Linked DNA regions of Mus musculus: all the other regions are linked to region 3. The links are chromatin contacts, called in public Hi-C and HiChIP or PLAC-seq maps. All regions are on one chromosome and are shown on one strand. The core of a region is the stretch at or near the end of the contact, and the rest is flanking DNA. Distances in the headings are between cores, read along the strand shown. Region 1 overlaps Ppm1l (protein phosphatase 1 (formerly 2C)-like). Region 2 has its middle 16 kb from the start of Arl14. Region 3 holds the start of Ppm1l (protein phosphatase 1 (formerly 2C)-like).

The links. A called contact is a pair of places that touch in the nucleus more often than the background predicts. HiChIP or PLAC-seq counts read pairs in DNA pulled down with a chosen protein or histone mark.
Region 1: an HNF4G HiChIP or PLAC-seq map of pancreatic cancer cells shows a contact between it and region 3. The contact joins the enhancer-like site here to the promoter of Ppm1l in region 3. A contact is called at or near these places in 5 of 39 promoter capture datasets (the 3T3-L1 cell line, the HPC-7 cell line, HPC-7-derived erythroid cells and 3 more), 1 of 15 datasets of contacts at CTCF or cohesin (the NIH/3T3 cell line), 4 of 484 Hi-C or Micro-C datasets (the C2C12 cell line, cerebral cortex, cortical neurons and 1 more), 16 of 115 datasets of contacts at active chromatin or transcription factors (the NIH/3T3 cell line, bone marrow-derived macrophages, craniofacial prominence and 11 more) and 2 of 9 other capture datasets (adipose tissue and pancreatic islet).
Region 2: a Hi-C map of Th1 cells shows a contact between it and region 3, with 2.9 times the contacts expected there. The contact joins the enhancer-like site here to the promoter of Ppm1l in region 3. A contact is called at or near these places in 2 of 39 promoter capture datasets (macrophages and neutrophils), 5 of 484 Hi-C or Micro-C datasets (CD4 T cells, the HL-1 cell line, Th1 cells and 2 more), 4 of 115 datasets of contacts at active chromatin or transcription factors (effector CD8 T cells, embryonic stem cells, memory CD8 T cells and 1 more) and 2 of 9 other capture datasets (adipose tissue and liver).

The regions. Positions count from the first base shown.
Region 1 is chr3:69,438,721-69,442,198 of GRCm38.p6, reverse strand. The region is part of intron 1 of Ppm1l (protein phosphatase 1 (formerly 2C)-like); the gene reads right to left. Among named protein-coding and RNA genes, the nearest start is that of Gm52607, 22 kb to the left of the region's middle. Within about 2 kb of position 1,813, at least 62 of the 459 cell types and tissues checked have an H3K27ac peak or open chromatin away from gene starts, as enhancers often do. A contact at or near this core is called in the C2C12 cell line, the HPC-7 cell line, the NIH/3T3 cell line and 3 more, where this site is marked.
Region 2 is chr3:69,204,345-69,207,794 of GRCm38.p6, reverse strand. No RefSeq gene overlaps it. Among named protein-coding and RNA genes, the nearest start is that of Arl14, 16 kb to the left of the region's middle. Within about 2 kb of position 1,949, at least 126 of the 459 cell types and tissues checked have an H3K27ac peak or open chromatin away from gene starts, as enhancers often do. A contact at or near this core is called in the HL-1 cell line, Th1 cells, adipose tissue and 6 more, where this site is marked.
Region 3 is chr3:69,315,578-69,318,900 of GRCm38.p6, reverse strand. It overlaps Ppm1l (protein phosphatase 1 (formerly 2C)-like), which reads right to left and starts at 1,983. Exons shown (of 4, transcript NM_178726.3): 1 at 936-1,983. The coding sequence starts at 1,334.

The DNA of each region.
Region 1 (3,478 bases), core at 564-3,063, 120 kb before region 3:
CTTTTAAAAGAAAAACAGTTATCTCTAAGCCAGGTGTGGTACTGCACATCTTTAATCCCAGCACTTAGGAGGCAGAGACAGGAGGATCCCTGAGTTCAAGGCCAGCCTGGTCTACAGAGCCAGTTCCAGGACAGCCAGGCCTACAGACAAACCCTGTCTTGACAAACCAAAAATGAAAAAAGAAAAAAAAAAGAGTTATGTCTAAAACAATAATGATTTGTACCCTTTTCAATGAACTGCAAGGAATCCAATGACTAATTGCAACCTTCTTCACTCTTAGAGAAGACAGTGTGTAAAAATGTGACTTTTATCTTGCCTCTGGCCTCTTAAGGGTTGAGTCTGAGAAACACACATACACAGTGGGACAGATATACTATTAGCCACAGCGAAGATCATTCCTAACACTAACACTATCAGTCTACAAAATCCATAGCCTACTTACACTTTGCTAACACGTTTATATGTATGTTTTTCTTCATGGCTTTTTATAAAATCTTTTATTAACAAAAATTTAGCCAGTAGGGAATAGGAGAGTAGACCTTAATTAACTGTTCATACAAGTGATAAAGAAGGATTTCTAATACCTTAGGTCAGGCCGGTAAAGGAGGTGGGACAGGAAAGAAGAGGCTGGAGAAGGGCTGAGAAGGGTTTCTGGGCATCCTGAAGCCCACCAGAATTGCCAAGGGGCCTACACTACTCCTATCCTCCCCCAGACCTGCCATCCCCACCCATCTACAGGTTGATTCAAAAGGATAAGGTAAAGGTGACTGAGAGGAACAGACCACCAGTACCTTGCTCATGGAAAGAGAGTGTCTTTTTGGGAGGTGTCAAGTCATGCTCTGGAAGCTGAGGTCCAGAAATCAGAACTACCACACACTGAATTGCTTCTCTGAGACTTAACACTACTTCTTAGCTCAATAAACTTCTGGAAAGTTTTTAATAACGATACCGGGTTGTCACTTGGTTTAATGGTATACAAGATCTTATCTGTCACACTTTCTTTCCCTAGTACTTCAGGAAACCCTAAAACAGCATGAAAATGGCCCTGTTCCATGGTATGGAGGCTCTGGGCTGGATTAAATCCCTGGCACTAGTGCTCTGCTGCAGTGATCAGCTTTTAGAGACCATTCAGCTAAAGCTCACCTACTCAACCCCTGTTTACTAGGAAGTGGCTTCACAGTGGTTAGTAAGCGCATTAGTCACTGAAGAGTCACTATGAACAACGTTAGCATCATCAGCTCCGCGGGGTTCCTCGAACCACAGGGGCAGAGCTCAAACATCTGGCTAATCTCTACTGTCTATGGAGAAATGAGGCCCCTTGTCATTTCTTCAGTGTCATTGCTTTCCAATCCTCTGTCCTTTGTAGTAGGTTTCAGCAGCTACAAATCCCTGCACCCCAGGTCCCAGGAGAGCCATGAGTTTCTGCCCACTACATTTGTAGACCACTGCGTTATGCTGTCAGGTCAGCAAGTGTGGCATCTACTGCTTGTTCTACTTAAAGCTGTAGCCCACTGAGAAGGTTTCAATTGTAAAGTCTAATTAATCATACAGAGCTCCCCACTACTGAACATAGCTTTGCTATGAAGCCCTTTAATTGTCTGCAACTGCCTGGTTTCTCCCTCTCTTTTTTAAAACGCCCCATCACTTTGAATTTCTCTTTAGACAACAGTCATTTTCTTCCAATTTCATCCCGCATTTGGATGGTAAATTCTTGATGGATCGGAATTGTGTCATCCCTCTATTTAGATGAATAAATTGAGGCTTTAGAAAGTGGAACAACTTGTCAAATGATAGCAAGTGGCAACGTGGGGACTCACGCCAGCTCTGAGTAACTCTAGGCTCAGGCTAGTTCCTCCCCTTATCCTCTATATCCCTGAACCCTTCCTTAGACAGCAAGTTAGCAGTTCCTTTAGCAAAACAGGAACACAGCACACTGCCAGTTGGAGGTGGGAAACATTAAAGTGATGTTCTCCTGATGGGCCACCATTCCTCCAATCATACTCTGGGGGAACAACAGCAATAGCAACACCACAAGTAACTGAATTTGGGGGCCATTATTTTTATCTTTTAAAACTTATGAGAGTGGAGATGTAACTCAGTTGACAGAGTGTTTGCCTAATATGTACAGAACTCTGGGTTCAATCCCCACCATGTTAATAGCTAGCCAGGGTGGCAGACATCAGTACTCTTAGCACTCAGGGGTTGGAAGCAAGAAGATCATAATTCCTGGCCATCCTTGTCTGTAGAGTGAGTTCAAGTCCGGCTTGGGATACATAAAAGCCGGTCTCAAACAAAGGTTTTTTAATGGGAAAGGAAAGGAAACTTGAAAAAGTTAGATGGATACTGGCAGCTTTATTCAGGACACGTGAGATCATTTAGCACAACCCTATACTGTGGTGCATGGAGTTCTGAGTGTATATGTTTCATATTTTAAAAGACATAGGACATTAACATTTCTTGTTACATATCATGAAATACAACTATCCTTCATGAATTTCACATAATTCACTAGGAGAGTATCTTGTAGCAAGGAGCTTTAACAGTAGCATTTCACAGTACAACACATACAGTAACTGACTTCAAAGCCATGAAAAAAACAAACCCGCGTTTATTGCCAGCATTTCTTTCCCCGTCAATCCTCTTCTATCCCTTTTGGTAGCTTGCTTATGGCAGTGCATAAATGTATATACCAAAACTCACGTAACTTGTCAAATGCTTGCCCTTTATTGTATGTAAATTATAATTCAATAAAGTAAACCTAAAGTCTTAAGCATGCATTTAAATAAATTGCCAAGCCAAATGCTCTAAGATCTACCATTACTAGGATTACAGCTGGCAGCAGCCTACTCTGTGCCAGCGCACGGTGATTAAGTGCAGCAACCCACACGGCGTCTGACATTCAATGAGGAAGTCACAAAAAAGTAGAATGTGCTTCACACCATGATTAATATAGGATCCCTATATTTAGTTTCTGTTTGAACATTTCCCCTCCTTTCCCTCCATCCCTGAACCCTGCTGAGGACATAGTATAAATCTGAAGGCTAAAGATCACAAAGTTTTGATGAATGAAACAGACAAGAACATGACAGACTCTTGCAGGACAAAATGAACTCCCACCCCCACCCCCGTTGTCATTTTTAAACTAATTGTAGTTATTTAAAGTAACCTTCGAGCGTGCATCAAAGTAAGCTGGGGACAGCAATGACGTGGGCTCTTTACACACTTTTATCTACAGCAGATAGAACCACGTTCCTTCCCAGAGAGGCATGTTCAGATTCTACTGCTATAGTTCTGGACGAATGTCTGTGGATGACCATACTTGGAAATGAGAGAGAACGAGAGGGGGAAGAAAGGAAGAAAACAACAATAACAAAACCCAAAAGTCCAGTACCATCTCTTGGAGTCAGAGCCTTATTAGAAGTAAAATACAACAAAAGTAACAGATATCACTTATCACGTTTCTTCATATTAAAAATAA
Region 2 (3,450 bases), core at 700-3,199, 110 kb after region 3:
TTATAAAAAATGTTTACATTAAACCCACTATAAAGTTTAAACAGCCTTGTTTATTTTGTTGGAATAGAGTCTTACATAGTCTCAAATTCACTATGTAGTCAACCATGACCTTGAATTCAGGGTCCTCCTTCCTCCAGCTCCAGTAGATTGAGATTACATCACAGCCCACCTGGTTGAAAGGGCAAACATTTAGAAGGAAGATCTAAAGTTCATGAAAAGTTTGTATCATAGGACTGTCTCTCTATTCTATTGTTGACATTTTTATCTTTTTAGTTCCAAGGGTTGACAGAAATCACTATGTGTTCAGAAAATACCTTTGTGTCAGAAATTAGACAAATATTTATTAATTGCCATGAGCCAGGACCTAGAAGGATGGTGTTCACCGTGCCTAAGAAAGTCTCATGGAGGATCCGTGACTCAGTCTCGGGCTGAGGAGAGCTTTTCTGGAGGCTGTTTCAATGCTAAGTTTAAGGCCAGCAAATTTTGCAGAGGAAAGGCACAGAGAAATTCAACACTTCTGTGATTATTTGGACCTTTGTGTCAGCTTCTTGGAGCCCACAGCTCTCCTGACCAGGAGAACACTTCTCCTGTGAAGTAGTGCCTCCTTGGGGATTTGAACAAAAAGGACCCTGAGGGGGTCTCGACACCTGCTGTTCCTGCTGGACTCTCAACTCTGGGTGGAGGGTGTCCTCTGCTCCCTGGATTATTTGCAGAAATCAGAATGGTGGCCCAGCCACGAGTCTCCTCAGCCTCCTTGGACTGTTAGCTCATTGCACGTCCTCATATTCTTACCAATGACTGCTTTCTTGCTCACCTACAAATGGTCTCTAGAATCCTACCCTCTGGATACCTAGTGACTAGGTGCCGACTCCAACACAGCCTACTCAAACATCAGATGTGATTTTCACAAAGGAGAGGAAAAAGATTCATCTGCCAGCTGTAAGCCAGAGCATCAAACAAACACAAATTCTAAAGATTTATTTTACTTTTAATGGTGTGTGTGTGTGTGTGTGCGCGCGCACGTGTGCATGCGTGCACATGCCCATGTACGTGCCCATGACTTTGTGAGGGCATGTGCCCATGAATGCAGAAGACAGAGCTATCTGATCCCTGCAGCTGGAGTTACAGATGGTTTGGCTGAGAACCAAACCTGAAAACGTAGTGCTTGCTTTATCTGCTGAGCTCTCCCTCCAGGCCCATATAAACAATATTTAATATTAAAATGCCACTAATATACTATTTCCATCAAATGTAATAATACCCACTGAGCCCAAAAGTGTAAGGGACTCACCAAAAAGTCCTGTATCAAGTGGACTATAAAAAAAATTACAGACGTCATATCCATTTAGAAAACCTAGAGATTGGGTGACAGGCTTGCATTGCAGCCAGCCACACCCATCAGTATAGAAAGTAGCTTTCGTCTTAGCCAATGATAACAGAGAAAGATGCTCATTCAAAGTAGCGATAATAACTGTAAATCATCTAGACATTTTCTCACTAACACATGCAGAGAATCTGTATGAAGAAAATATCACAACTTTATAGCTGTTCACAAAAATAACTGAATAGAAACCATGCCTCACTAATTTATGAGTTAAATTCAGTCCTAATAAGAAAATAATTGCTTGCAAATATTTATAGAGCATTTAATCATACATGTTACCAAGCTCTGGATATGCGGGGAGGAATGTCTCTCAAGGGCAAGCAGGAAGCAGGAGAGGAAATAGACAAACTTATCATATCTGATCATCAACGGTGCTGTGGGGTTGACAGTGCTGATGGTTGACTAAAAATAGTAAGCAGGAGATGTAACACTCCTGTGACTAGGCTGATGGGTGTCAGCCTCACAGAGGAGGTGGCACGAAAAGTGGCTTATGACAGACAACAGAAGTGAGATCAGAGCTCTAATGCCGCATTGGTCAGAGAGAGCTAGGAGACGGAAGCCCTGGGCTGCAGTTGGAACCTTGTCAACAAGGGGAATTCTGGGGAACATGAGACAGCAGTTTTTAAAAAGGTCAGGAGTTGTACAGAAATTGTAGGTCACAGGGAGGGGCTTGGAGTTTATTCTAGATTCTTCTTGGAAGGCACTGGACAGTGGTGAGCAGGGAAACCCCTTGTGAGGACTATCCTGGCTGCTGTGTAGCAAGCCAGCAGTGGGGCTAGGCAATGTGGAGGCAGGGGTCTGGGCTGATGACTCTCAAAGCTGTCTTCCTTGGAGATGATGCCATACCAGACTAGAGGAGCAGGGACAGGAAGTGGAATCTGATCAGACTCAAGGCTCAAGGTGTAAATTAGGAGGACTCCAGAGGGGGAGGGGGACTTGCTGGATAGGGGTGAAAGATGGAGGCTTCAGATAGCCCTTGAGTTTCGATTTTATCTAAACAACAGGGAAATGATGTCGTCATTTACTGAGAGAATGGGGGAGGAGGCTTTAAGAAGAGTAACCAGGGCTAAAACGCTAGGTCTGTATAAAACCTGCACAAGCAGACAGAAGAGACAGTAAACAGAGAGAAACAAATGCAACCATGGAAAATATGCAGTGTGTTTTTTTTAAATCAAGCCAAATAGGAAGTATACCTGCCTTTTATTAAATATTTGGCAAGTAAAACACATGCAACACAGACACAACTTTTCATGAAAATATTTTCAGAAAGTTCAGAGAAACAATTATATAGACATAGATTCAGACACAAACTATATATGCCACTATGGTGATGTGTTCTTAAAGATTTTTTTGTCTCCAACTTTCCTTTGAAGGAAATGTTGAAGGTAATGGCTGCACAGCAGGCAAGGGAGTCTGGGAGTTTGATGCTGCGGCAGATGACATCTCTAGCTGGCCTCCCCACCCTTTAGTTTCTTCATATGAGGAATACCAACCCTGGTGTGTGTGCCCACTTTAACAGTGTTGGTCTCTATTACTTGAAACCAAATAGAATTCTTTTTCTTTTTTTTTTTAAGATTATTTTTGAGTGTGTGTGTGTGTGTGTGTGTGTTTCTTGAGTGTAGTGGTACCCTCAGAGGCCAGAAGAGTGTATTAGATTCCTAGGAGCTCAAGTTATAGGTGGCTGTGAGCTGCCCAATATGGGTGCCAGGAACCTCACTCAAGTCCTCTGAGAGAGGAGCATGCACTTTTAAGGTCTGAGCTGTCTCTCCTGGCTCATGTATTCCAGGTTGGGGTGGAACTTCCTATATAGCTGAAAATGAGCTCAAACATTTGATTTCTCTGCCTCCGTCAATTCAGCGGGAGGGCTGAAGGCACACGACACCACACCCAGTTTATGCTGTCCTTGAAATCAAACTCAGGACTTTGTGCATACGGTAGACACTCTGCCATCTGAGCTATATCTGGCCCACCACATAGAATCCTTAACAAAACAGGAAACTTCTCAGTGTCTAGTGTTAGCAAACTTCTACCATATATTTGGGAACCAGGCACACCATGGGGTGAGG
Region 3 (3,323 bases), core at 734-3,233:
GGGGAAGAGGAAGACAGGACAACCAACCCGGGAAAGGAATGCCGCCAAGAAAGAGGTGGGGAAGCCTGAAGCAATGTAAGTTACAAGTGTCCAGCTGAGGCAGATGTCAGAACTTGCTACGGAGCCACATTTTAACACGCCCTACGTCTGGGCACAGGGCCAAGGGCAGGACCTCCAGGAAACCTGAGACTCCACACGCCCAGAGTGTCCAATGTCACAGAAATATGCCAGAAAGACCTATAGCAGGCTTTAGTCTATTTCCTGCTCCCAGATCAACCCCAAGCAAAGGCTTATAGAAAGAAGAGGACATCAGCATCCCCAAGCTGGCCACTGCATAGAGGTCAGGTGTGCCTAACGCCGGCTCTGAGCGCACTGCCACCTCTGCAAAGGCCAGGCAGCCAAAACCCACCACCAGCGAGGCACCCTGTCCCACGTCCTATGGCTCTAGCAAAGTTGGCAGAGTTGGGAAGAAGCGAAGCGTTGCAGCTGGGAGTCCTTCCCTAGCGCGAAGCGAATAGAAGTCGGAGCTTCCTTCACCTTCACCCAGTCTATCCAACTGGTGCAGGCTTCTTCTTTTAGGGGTACACGAAAGACACGACGTTCCTTAACTGCCTCAAACTCTAGAACCGGGACACTGAGGCCTGGTGACAAAGTTCACTGCATATACTATTCATTCTTCCCAGAAAACTAGCAGTTATTAACTGGCTTCTGACCTTGGGAACTTTATATTAAAATGGCACGGAATATCCAGTGTCTCTCGTGTCTCTCAGCTAAAGTGAACGCTCTCATACCCAAGATCTCCTTGGCAGGGTCTTGGGAACTTGACTCACCTTGTCATCACCAGGTCATTACCACGCCCCTCTCACCCCGATCCGACCCCGCCAAGCACGAGACGCCCGGTTATTTACACACACATAGACCCAGAGAACTCCTACCTCGCCGCCGTGCCCATCAAAGATTCCGAAGATGGACGGGTGCGTCTTGTTGGCTAGATCGGTGAGAACTTCGAAGCGATCTTCCATGTGGTCTCTCCGGCCCTGGATGGAGTACACCGCCACATTATGGCTCTTGAATTCCCAGGTCTTGGAAAACTCGGCCTCCAGCACATCAAGTCCTCCAAGACGATCGTTCTGCATAATCTCGGCCACCTTGCCCTTCACCATCTTCACCGCGTCCCGGCTAGACTTAACGATGGTCTTCACTTCGTCCGTGTGGAAGAAGTAACTCCAGAGAGCCAAGCTGATGCACAGCAGGAAAAGCGTCTCGGGTCTCAGTAAGAAGTAGCGCATGATGCGACCCAGCAGAGACAGCAAAGTCATTGTATCCTCTATCATTTATTATCCCTAGAGCCCGGACCAGCAGCAGCGACGCGTGCCCCGCAACTCGCGGGGTCCGAGTACTGCGGGCACTGCCCGCGGGGACCAAGGCGGAGAGGCAGCCCGGGCCGACAGGGTGAACGAACCCACGGCCGCTCGGAACAGTCGTCCAGAACGATGGCAGTTTCCCTTTTGTCTGGGCAGCCCGAAGGCCCGTGCCTGCCGCCTGCGCCGCCTTCCCTCCCCGCGCTCTTTGTGAGACCGCAGCGACGGCGGCGGCGGCGGCCGCCGCGGGTGCCCCGGGTGGGCGACAGGAATCAAGTTAAAGTTGCGCCGAGCCGGTCCGCAACGGTGAAGAGGATTTCGGGGTGCCGATGCCCGCGCGGTCCCTTTAGGGGTCCCCCCTCGCGGTTCCCGGGAGCGATCGGCAGGTGAGGAAGCGCAGGGCGCAAGAGCCCGGCGGCGAGGGTTGCACGTTCCCTCGATCGCCGCTGCAGGCGAGCTTGGGGGACGAGACAGCGGAGCGTTGCGATTTCGTCACACATCCAGGGGGGGTCCCCGAAACAATAAAAGTTTTGCCGGTGCCTGGGCAAAGGCAGGGGGACACCGAGCTGGGAAACGCAGCACGATGGGTGCGGAGCCGCCGGCAGGCTCTGCCTGCCTCTCCCCAGCACCTCTCAGCTCGGCTCGGCTCGGCTCGGCTCGACTCCGCTCGGCTGCTCCCGGCTCCGCTCGCGCTCGCCCCTCCCCTCCCCGCACACGCTCGCCCCGCCCCGCCCCGCCCCGGGAGTGGCGCTTCCAGATGCGTAACACTGTCACCCGGCTGGGGGCCCGAAGGAGCTCGCCGGGGCGGACGCACGTGGGCAGCAGGCGGGTCGGGGGAGAGCCGCGGGGGGTGAGCGGCAAATCCAGCCGCCCAGCTCTAGCCGATTGTCGATTCTGCCTTGGAGGCCGGCTCCCAGGGACAATGTGATAGTGACGTGAGGTCACTGAACGTCGGTTTCTTGGGCGGCACGGCTGCTCGCTGGGGAGCCGGGAGCTGTACCTGAGCCCTCCCCCCCTCCGGCACGCTACACAATGGTACGGTCCACGCCAGACTTTTCGTAGGGCTAGCGAGATGGGACACATTTCTCCTGTCTCAAAAATCGAAAGTGAGTGATTACTTTGGCCACCCGAGGCAGCTGCCACAGAGACCCGCCGGGATCTCCCAAGAGGCAGGACTTGGACTCGGACCGCAAGAGCTATGTCTCTCTGAAGGCAGAACCGGGGATCTCAGAACCGGAGGCTTGACGTGTAATGGCAAACGCCGGAGGACCAGGAAGGGCCGGCCTCTGAAGACTGGGACTGTGCTGGTGGCCACTCATCCATAAGGAACATGCTTGGAGTGTCCCTCAGCGAGCTACTCTGCCTATGGTTCAAGTTAGAAATCCTCTGGAGCCTTGAAAGTGACAACCACCTTCAGTCCTTGCCGAAGATGAGGGCAGGAGTTTGAGTAGGCAAAGGTGGACCTCAGCAGGATAACTTGAAGTTGGGGCAAGGACTGGTCGCCTAGAATATGAAGCAAGTAATCTTTAAAAGGAACTTCTCTTTCTCTCTACCTCTGTCCACGAAGGACGGTGCTGACCCACCGGACTGACGGTCAGGCATCCTGATAGTCTCCCAGCCAGTGTTCCCCCAAACACTTCTGCCTTCTTTTGATCCCAGTTCCGTCTTAAGATATAAAATATAATTACTGCAATAAAATATAACAAAATGTTCACAGTTGGCAACTAAAGTAACTTTAAACAATTTACATTTTGTCCAGATTTTTGTCTATTCTCCGTAACTGCTAAAGTTTCTACAAAAACCTGGACTTCCCTAACAACAACAACAGAAGAAACATGCTTAAGTATTTAAATAATATGACCCCAACAATATAAACATAAGTAGGAATGATGGGAAAGGAATATAAGCAACTGTTAAGAGTATATTTTTGAAAACTAGGATATGTCTTTAATTATGATTATG